Linked DNA regions of Macaca mulatta: region 1 is linked to region 2. A link is a contact called in public Hi-C data. All regions are on one chromosome and are shown on one strand. Each heading gives the region's core, a stretch centred on a gene start, on an enhancer-like site or on the middle of the called end of the contact. The rest is flanking DNA. Distances are from core to core; before and after follow the strand shown. Region 1 overlaps DENND1A (DENN domain containing 1A). Region 2 overlaps DENND1A (DENN domain containing 1A).

What was found. Hi-C and Micro-C count contacts between places; a contact is called where the count stands out from the background.
Region 1: a contact with region 2 is called in a Hi-C map of fetal cortical plate, with 2.8 times the contacts expected there. The contact joins two enhancer-like sites. A contact is called at or near these places in 3 of 14 Hi-C or Micro-C datasets (cortical neurons, fetal cortex germinal zone and fetal cortical plate).

Annotation. Positions count from the first base shown.
Region 1 is chr15:24,378,653-24,383,672 of T2T-MMU8v2.0, reverse strand. DENND1A (DENN domain containing 1A) reads right to left here. Exons shown (of 21, transcript XM_077968020.1): 19 at 52-140. Among named protein-coding and RNA genes, the nearest start is that of MIR601, 3.5 kb to the left of the region's middle. Within about 2 kb of position 2,227, at least 5 of the 40 cell types and tissues checked have an H3K27ac peak or open chromatin away from gene starts, as enhancers often do. A contact at or near this core is called in fetal cortical plate, where this site is marked.
Region 2 is chr15:24,246,908-24,252,122 of T2T-MMU8v2.0, reverse strand. The region is part of intron 12 of DENND1A (DENN domain containing 1A); the gene reads right to left. Among named protein-coding and RNA genes, the nearest start is that of MIR601, 140 kb to the left of the region's middle. Within about 2 kb of position 3,547, at least 2 of the 40 cell types and tissues checked have an H3K27ac peak or open chromatin away from gene starts, as enhancers often do. A contact at or near this core is called in fetal cortical plate, where this site is marked.

The DNA of each region.
Region 1 (5,020 bases), core at 978-3,477, 130 kb before region 2:
CCCCGCAGACGGAGGGTTCTTGCAGACAGAGGGGAGAGGTGCGATACTCACTGCTCAGGGCTCGGCACAGACGTCCTCCGGCCTTCCACTGTGATGTTGCTCTTTGGTCTCTTAACAACATGAGGACGAGGTGGGCGCACCTAGAGGAGTACAGGGGGAGACCCCAAGAAGGAGTGAGTTGGAAAAGCCATACAGGAACATTCTGAAGATTTGGATAAACACCCCCACCCCCAAAAAATGTTTAGGAAATTTCAAAGCTACAGGCTACAATAGCCCAGCCTATCACAGAAGCATCACCATCTAATAGGCAGCAGATAGACACATTAACTGGAATTCTGTGGTCTATTTAAATCAGAAAGGTGCTCCTGGAAAGCTCGGTTTCTTCATCTGCAAGATGAGGATAGTTCCATTGGCTTCCTTGCAGGGCTGCAGTGAGGGTCCAATGAGATGATGTCTACATAGGACCCAGAACCAAGAGTCCCTTATCAATGACAATTCCCTCTCATCTTCCTCTGACGCCCAGAAGCTGGTTTTGTAGAAAGAAAAGGTTGTGCTCACACCTGTTTTTAGGGTGCACATGCTTAGTTTGCTCTTTTTACAACAGAATCACAGGGTGCTTATTTTCCTCTCTAAATAAGAGAGGCATGAGAGAGTGCCACTACAAATCGTCTTTCTGTTTCCCAGGGCATCCCCGTGCCGGTCCTCCCAGCAGAGTTCAGCCTGGATGCTGCCCATCTTGCGTAGCTACATGCACTGAGCAGACCTAGTGGGAGGGCCTCCAGCGGGTACATCAGGAAGGACCCAGCTTCCTAACTCCACAGCTGCTGCTGCAACAGCGGGATGGGTTTTTCGTACCTACTGCGTCTGAAAACCAAGATGAGGGCCCACAGAGAAAGGCACCCTCATCCCCTGCCAGAGCCCGTGATGGATGTTAGGCTGAGAATTTGTAGGTGCCCTTAGAAGTATACTCATTTGGTCCAATTGACATTCCACGGCTTTAATTTGGCACGGTCATCTCCGTACAGTCCCAGTGGCTGAGAGGGATGGGTTGAGAGCTAAGCTGAGAAAGTCTATCTCTGAATTTCATTGCCGATAAAAACCACCAAGCCTGCCGGGGCAGGGGGCTTGCTTTCTCCACGGATGGGATGCCACAGCTGCTGAGTTTCCAGGACAAGACAGGGAAGGACAGCAGGCACACACTCCATTTCCTGCCCGCCCCTTCTCCTGAACATCACACCTCCCGCCCCCCAGAAGCTTGTGGGTGACACGGCACAATGGCTTAGGAACACAGATGACAGAAGCTGGCTGCATAAAAGACAAGTTTTTATGGAGTCTCATCAAGCCCTCAGGTCTGTGCACGTGTGATCTAACCAAAGTTTTTCCTGTGGAGTGGCCAGTCTGATCTCAGACTGGTTTGGCAGATCAGGGATGTGGTAAACACCAAATGCATTCCACCAAACTGGCTGTCTTCGTCTATGGGGTGATTGTGAAGACCGGATACAGGGCAAGTCCCCGCATGGGGTCTGGTACACAGTGGGGGCTCAATAAATGTTCATCCTGCTCCTCTGTGACCTGGATGTCCCTTCTTGTCAACAACAAAAGGAAGACGAAGAGTGGGTGTCTCTGAGTTAGAAGATGAGTTTTAGGATTCTCTTATCCCTGCCTCGCATTCTGTGGACTGCCTTGGGTGTCATGGTCGCTCAGCAAGATTTTTAGGAACAAGTGAACATTGCTGCTCGGAATGTGAGAAGTGCATAATGACGTTGCTAGTATCATCGTGATTAGAACTGTGCCTGCCACACAGCTCACATTCAGGCAACATGTGCTGAATAAACAAGTGGATATCCCCGCACCTCTTCTAACTCTGAACTGGTTTCCCCAGCTCTGGCAGCTGGTCAACAGGGTCACCTGGCTGGAATGATCCCCACCCCCAACTTCTCCCCACAAAAGGCGGGAGTGTGGGGAGGGTGAAGGAGCAGTTCTGCCCCTGCCCCGGGGGGCCCTGGGGCAGAGCTTTCAGGAAAGATCAGACTTTAAGGCCTGTCAGCTCGTCCTTGCACAGGGCTGCTCCTTGCTACAATAAAGGCGGGTTAAGAATGTGAACTTGTGGCTGAAATGGGGGGATTAAGTTTGTGGCAACTTCAACTGAACTTGCAACGTGGTGAAACATGGGGAAAAAGAACAACAGAGCTAATTAGACGAGCTGAGCTGTCAGAGTGCCGCTGAATGGCTCAGCGCCAACAAACAAAAGGAATGGGTTGGCAATCAGCGGGATCGGTGGAGGAGACTGCTTCATTAGGGATGATAAAACAGACAGAGCAGTGGGGGAGGGGCGGGGGTGGGGAGCACAGAGCCGGAGCCGCGGATGCTGGGGAGGGAGAGAAAGACACCAGACCCAGAGGCGGTTGGTCACCAGCACAGCTGCTGACCTACCCAGAGTTACACACACCTGACTGGTGTGGACAAGCCAGACACAAAATTACACTCACAGACATGACCATCCCGAGATATACTGAGGCCTCCAGACTTCCACGTAAACACTATCTCAGAAATGCACACTCACAGAGGCACGCGCAAGAGGTGAAGGCACATGTATGAATCACACACTCACGCACACGCACCCTCGCACGTGCATGGCGGCGGGCCACAACCAGGCACAGACACATACAGACAAAATGGTTTATTAATGAAGCCTGAATCACAGACTATGCAGACAAGTCTTGTCATATTTCAGCCATCACACCCATCTTTCTGGGGTGCTTAGGAAGGGTGGGTATGGGGGATGAAGGAAGAAACCCACAGGCACACACAACAGTGACTGGCCCCACCAGTGTGAGGATCCCTGCCGCGCCAGGGGAGAAAATGCTAAACAGAGATTTCCAGCTCTGTTCAAGGGGGACTGGAGGGGAAACTTGGGAAGCCAGCCAATTCCCCACTGGATTTAAAACCTGAGAAATCTAAGTCGGCAGGGTTAAATGTGTATTGAATACAAAAGCACTGAGTACATTTGATTTTAATGGTGAGCAAGAAATAATAAATACAGAGCTTATAAAGCGCTTCACACGCAGGCCGACGGCAGTCTGCCTCTCCCTTCGTCCAGGAGGCGCTGGCATGGTTTTCTTCTGCTCTTTCCTTTTTCTTGTTTTTAAAAAGAAAGCCCAAATCCTCGGGTAACATCTGAACTCCAGCCACAGGTGCCAGGCTACAAAGCTCCTTCCAGAAAGGCTGAATGGCTAGAGCCTCCCCCGCCCCTGCTACCCCGGGCCAACGGCTGCACTTCTGTCCTGAACGTTTGTGGCTACGTGACCCAGCAAAGCCACACTGGAGGCTGATGGCTCCTGACATGGGAGCTTGGCAGGCTGTCCTCTTCGAGGCCCTCAGGGGGTTCTATATGCTGAGTCTCCCCGGTTCCCACCTAGTCTGTAGCAGGGTCCACTGGAAATGCTTGCATAAATGCACGTAGAGTAAATGGTCCTTAGGGGCCCAGAAAGCATAAACCTTCTGTGACTCTCAAATTGGTCTCTTAGTGCTGCCGCTTGGCAGAATAAGTTCGGGGGACACGCCAGGGACCGTGCCAGGCGCTATACATACACAACCTCTATTGTTAAACCCATTTTACAGATGATGAAACTAAGGCTCAGAGAAGGTGAGGATCCTGCCTAAGGTCGCACAGCCAGGAAGTGGCCAAGCTGTAATTCAAACCAGGGCAGGCCTCTCTGACTTCCAAGGCTAGGAGAGCTGGTTCTCCCAGGCATCCTGCCTATTCGGCATGCCATCAATCCAGGAGGTTCGGCCAAAGCTAGCACCAGGCTAGTCACCTCCTGCATTAGCTCAGAGCCTGAGGCAGCTGCTACTCAGTGTCTCTCACAGCGTCTGTCTCCCGAGTCCTCGGTGCCAATGGATGTGGCGGCCCACCCCCCAATCTGCACAGATCCCCACACCGGTGAGAAAACACAGAGTCCACTGTTGCTGTCTCCAATACTTGAACTCTTCCAAGGGGAGTGATCCTTCCCTGAATCATGACTTTCTTTTTTTTTTTTTTTTTTTTTGAGACGGAGTCTCGCTCTGTCCCTAGGCTGGAGTGCGGTGGCCGGATCTCAGCTCACTGCAAGCTCCGCCTCCCGGGTTTACGCCATTCTCCTGCCTCAGCCTCCCGAGTAGCTGGGACTACAGGCGCCGCCACCGCGCCCGGCTAGTTTTTTGTATTTTTTTAGTAGAGATGGGGTTTCACCGTGTTAGCCAGGATGGTCTCGATCTCCTGACCTCGTGATCCGCCCGTCTCGGCCTCCCAAAGTGCTGGGATTACAGGCTTGAGCCACCGTGCCCGGCCTGAATCATGACTTTCAAGATTCTGTGCCCGCCTTGGATGCCAAGCCTCAAAGGGGAACACTGAGAGCTACCTGCTGCTGACTTTGGCTTAAGGGGAGGCTGTTTGGTAGAAAACAAAGAGACAGTGGAGAGAGGCGAGCTGGGCTCAAAGGCAGGACTTATCATCAGGCCTGTCATCATCCCTGTGGTGTTGGCTACAAATTAGGGAGATGGCATCTGCCTGCTCTGGGCTGGACAAATGAGACAGTAATGACACAAGTGCCCAGCACAGTCCTAGGCACCAGAAAAGGTGCTCAATGAATATTAATTCTCTTCTCCTCTGTGTCTCTGCCAGACCTAACGTGGCACTGGAGATTCCGCAGACAGTTCAGCCGCTACTCATTACTTTTTTTCTTCACTGAATTTTTTTTTTCCTTCTCCCAGCATTTTATATAGATTGAGCATCCCTAATCTGAAAATCAGAGATCTGAAACACGCCAAAATCCAAGACTTCTTGAGCCCCAACATGATGCTAAAGGAAACGCTCACTGGAGGATTCTGGAGTTTGGATTAGGGGCACACGACCAGGAAGTATCATGCAAATATTCTAAAATCCGAAACAAACTGAAAGCTGAAACTCTTCTGGTCCCAAGCAGAAGACGGAGGGTCCAGAGAGCTTGGAATACTGGCAAGACTACAGGTTCTAGAGTCC
Region 2 (5,215 bases), core at 2,298-4,797:
TATTTACAAAGAAATAAAGAGATACAAGAGATTTTAAAGATGGTGAAAAATATTGAAAATAGGCAAAGAAGTTTGAATATACGGCTAATTGGAGTACCTGAAGAAGAAAAACAAAGCAATAATCAGAACCAATGTTAATTTGAGAAAATTTTCCTGAAATTGAAAAAAAAAGATGTATGAAATTGTATATTTCAAATATGTTGAAAGACCACAGACTACTCCTGGTCTACAGAACTAGAATGACTACCAAAGTCAATCTAATAAAATTACTGAACTTAAAAAAAAAAACAAACAAAAAGACTCTTGGGCATGTGGTAAAAAAAAAAAAAAAAAAGTGACTTATTAACAAAAGAAAATTGAGATTATCATTAGATTTTGACAGCAACACTTTGCCAGAAGAAAATGAAGTAACACATTCAAGATACTCAAAATAGAATGTATGAGCCAAGGATCTTACATCCAGCAAAACTGACTTATATGTTTAAAGGACATAGAAAAGTGATTATCAACTTTTAACAACGGACAGAATATTGTTCCCAGGAACTTTCCTAGGGAATTTACCAGGGAGCAAGTGTCAGGCAATAAAAAATGACTGCAGAGGCATCCCCATTAGGACTGGTGGTAACAGACAAGAGTCCCTCCAAGACTGATAGGGAGAGAGTGTCTTGCGTAATGGCTGCATGCTCTAGCAATGTAAATACAGCGGAACCAGTCAAAAATGGGAGGAAAGAACATACCAAAAAATAGTTAAAAGGTTTTCTGTAATTATGCTCATGGTATTTGAGTATTTGTATTATTTTTGGAGAATATGAAACTAAATTAGTAATTCTGGAGTATTCTATCATTCCTTCTGCCCTTGAGAACCAGAATTTTCATATGGGAGAGAGGAAATACAAATATAATAAAGAAGAGGTTAAGTAAAAGCTCTGTAGTCTTGAATTTCAATTGGAAGTATCAATATAAGCGACAAGAGATTTACGTACATAAGCATATGTTTCCTAGCTCTCTTCAATGAAAAGGCCTAGAAACAATGGCCAACTCAGTAGCAATGAGTATCCTAAGCCAGGTTTTGGTCTTGAGATACACTTTCTCAGTAAAAGAAACCAGTGCTTCCTGAAGAAAAGTCTGATTCCAGGTTTGGGGGTAGGATGTACAAGATGAGCCTGGAACCTCTTGTAATATCAGATAGCAAGAGAGCTATCAAAGACTACTAGGTTCATGTAGAAAAAAGTACTCAGGTGTCAACCTGAAGTATGTCTTACTGAACAAAGATGGGAGGGTTTGAGTTTAATACGATAATTATTTTAATAATTAAAAATAAAAAATAAATAAAAATGATAATAATTGCAATGAACCAAAATTCAAATATATTTAAATCCACCAGGCAATTATATATATGTGTGTGTGTGTGTATGTATTTATATATATATACACACACACACACACATATATACACACACACACATATATATGAATCCAAAGGTGACAACTTATATATATATGTGTGTGTGTGTGTGTGTGTGTATATATATATATATATGAATTCATACATATTCATGTATGTATCAATTGTCCCCTTTGGAGGATGATAGGGAACCAATAATTCATTATATTAAAAAGTGGTAAATGGCCGGGCACGGTGGCTCAAGCCTGTAATCCCAGCACTTTGGGAGGCCGAGATGGGCGGATCACGAGGTCAGGAGATCGAGACCATCCTGGCTAACACGGCGAAACCCCGTCTCTACTAAGAAATACAAAAAAATAGCCGGGCGAGGTGGCGGGCGCCTGTAGTCCCAGCTACTCGGGAGGCTGAGGCCGGAGAATGGCGTGAACCCGGGAGGCGGAGCTTGCAGTGAGCTGAGATCCGGCCACTGCACTCCAGCCTGGGCTACAGAGCGAGACTCCGTCTCAAAAAAAAAAAAAAAAGAAAAAAAAAAGAAAAAAAAAAAAAAAGTGGTAAATAAAGAGAAAGAGTCAAACATTTATTTTGCTTTGGCTTGTATGAATGCTAACACTGAATAACTAAATATTAAATGAGGGAAACTGTCTCTTTATAAAAATATTCCAACCAATAAATGAAAACCAAATTATAAACTTAGAATATCACCATTTTTCAACTCCCAGTGAATAAATAGATGTAGATATTAAACACATTGGCTACTAGGATCGCTAAAACAGACACAACAAGACTTGGTATGCCTCCTACAGTCTTGCAAAAGCGACTGAACCTCAATTTATCCAATCTCTGGATCAACTGTCAATTAGCAGGAAATACAGGGGACAGAGGAACATGGTGAACTGCACCAAGATTATGCCATCAGCAAAACTCACACAGTGGGACATCTCCACAGGCTTGAGTTCATACACAAATAAATTGTAAGTAAACAAAAGGGGTGTAGGAGGAACCTATAAGTTGAAAGAGAATTAAAAGTCATATCTTTTTAAAACAGAAAACTTACCTATAGTTTCTAGGCATAAACATTTGGGTAATAAAACTATTTTTTTTTTTTAATGCAAGGAAGTGATTACCATGAAAGTCAAGATAGTGGTTACTTACAGAGAAAAGGAAAGAGTTGGGATCAAAGGGGATTCTAGGGTGGGTAGGAAAGTTCTGTTTCCTGTTTTGGAAAGCGTTGGTCTTATGAAAATTCATTACATCATCCACTTGATTAAGGCAGTTTTACGTTTTATTTTATAACAAATAGATTTTTAAAGGTATAACGGTACCTACCTAGTGGGAAATACTATAAAGATTGAATGCCAACACTTCTTTGTAAACACTGTCAGCATGATGAGGATTACTACAGCATTTTCCACTAAAATACATACACTTTGAGAAAGAAAATCTTGTATCTACCCAACTGTTTCCTCATAGGACAAAATGTAAACTCAGCTATAAATTAAATGGTTACTGTGGTATATTTTAAAAACTAATATTAAGTTCTTATCAAGAGCCAGGTACCATGCTGTATTATCTAACTTAATCTTCACACCAATCCTATGAGGCAGATTACATTTATTCTCCCCATTTTACAGATGACAAAACTGAAGCTAAGGAGTTAAGTAACATGTGCAAAATTACATAAATAGAAAAGTGGTACTTGGAACCCAGGTCTGGCTGACTCCCGTAAGTAGGTTTCATCTCTTTTCTTCAGTGCCTGCCACTGGGCCTGGTACAGAGAAGGTGCCAGCATTTTAAAAAATAGAATTAGACTGTCTTGCTGAGTCCTAAAGATCAGGAAGCAGGTATTAAGATGACATAAGCTACTGCATGGGGCATCACTTTTTGGAAGAAGACAAAAAAGAAGTGATGAGTTCCTTTGAGCCCAGCAGTCACAGAGACCCTCCTTTAGGACAGACTGGTCTCCTCAGCACTAGGGCTCGAGTCCAAGCTGGCAAGATGCTTTCTGCATCAAGATTAAATGTGTCTGGGAAACCAGAGAGACGAAAGAAACAGCTACATGCTGCTGACAGCAGGGAGTACGGCAAAAATGTTTTCTGTACCCCAGGAATGCAAAGTCACCACCCTGACACATTGAATGACCAGCTTTCGACTAAGAAGCAAGATGCTAGAGGAGTTCATGTTTCCTCCCTAGATGCTGGAAACCATCACCAAAGAGGATCAGAAGCAGCATGGGACCAGTGGAAACACTGTGAGTTCTAGAGGCAGACAGACCTGGCTCCAATCCGACTCTTTCTTCTTGGCACCTATCTCACCCAGGAGCTTTCTCTATCTTCTTCCTTAGCTTTCTTTTTCTGCATAACACTTATTACCATCAGACATATTATATGTTGATTTTCATCTTTGTTTACCATCTGTGTCTTCCTAAAGTAGAAGAGATTTGAGGACTAGGACGTTATTTTGTTCACTGCTGCAACTCCAAGCATCTAGAATTGTCCCTGGTTTAGCAGGGTCTTGGTAAATGTTTGAGCAAAGTTGTTGCATTAAGTAATTTCAATTCTCTCTGCTTTAAGTTTCTTATTTAGCAAGCTGGGGATAATACTGTGTACATTTAACCAAGAAAATATACATAAAGGGCAAGAAGTAGGAGTTCAGTAAGTACCAGGTTTTTCCCTCCCCTACTTCTTTTGCATAAACACTTATCAAGCCAGCATAAAACTAATCAACCTGGGATAAAAGTTTCCCTTCAGAGAATAGATAATGACCTTTTAAGCTGGCAGCTGACTTGCTCAAGACAACCTTAAAACCTCCAGACCATTTTATTGTGAAGAGGAGAGTGAACATGCCTCGCAGTAGGAATATGAGCAAAGAAAAGTCCCAAGCAACTGGCTTATGAATAATGCCAGTGAGCTGTGACTGATGGAAATAGGGTTGAGTGGAGACCTGCCAGGTCACATCACTAACAGGGACCAGCAAGCCAAACATAAATAATCTCCAGTTAAAGAGTTTCCAAAAATCCTGCCACGCCTCCATGGAATGTGACTGCTGGTGAATTGGGCATTCGCTGGATAAAAAGTTTGCTGTGGAGGGCAGGAAAGATGCACAGAGGATGAGTACTTCCCATCTGCCATTGCATTTAATTCTGAAAACAATTTTATGAAGGTGGCATTTTTATCCCCACTTAACAAATGAAAAACCTGTGGTTTAGGGAGGAGGGAGGGCTTCCCGGTTTCATAGCTCTGAAGAAGTAGCTCTCCTGGAATCTCAAACTTCTTTAGCCTGTACCAAACTACAGTGCACACATGGCGCCTCTTCAACACTCAAATACTCCATCAAACACTTTGCAAGCTTTCCTCTACATATATGCCTCCAGAAAGAGAATATATTAAGAAATTAGACATCTACTAGATAATAATTGGTAGCTAATAAAGCGTCAGCAAATTCACTGAAGTTTGGGGGGTAGTCAGTCAACATATGTGAATTTCTGACATTCCTGTTAGCTCCAGGCTAAGCCCATAAAGTTTTAAATACCTCGTTCTTATTTCATTATAAAATAGAAACCAGCCAGACACATGTCAAGGAAGCTCTATGAAGGTATCGTTTAATTCGAGATTCTCTTACCTATTGTATAGTTGAGGTAATAGGGTTCGGAAAGGTATAGTAACTTGTGTAGAGTCACACAGCTTAGAAAAGGCAGAGTCCAGGTTAGCATCAAGTCTAACTTCAAGTCAAGGGGTCTTTCACTTCATTATGCTATTCATTGGCCTGGGGAAGGGATGCAGGGGGGTGTGGGCGGGTGGTCACCAAATAGCC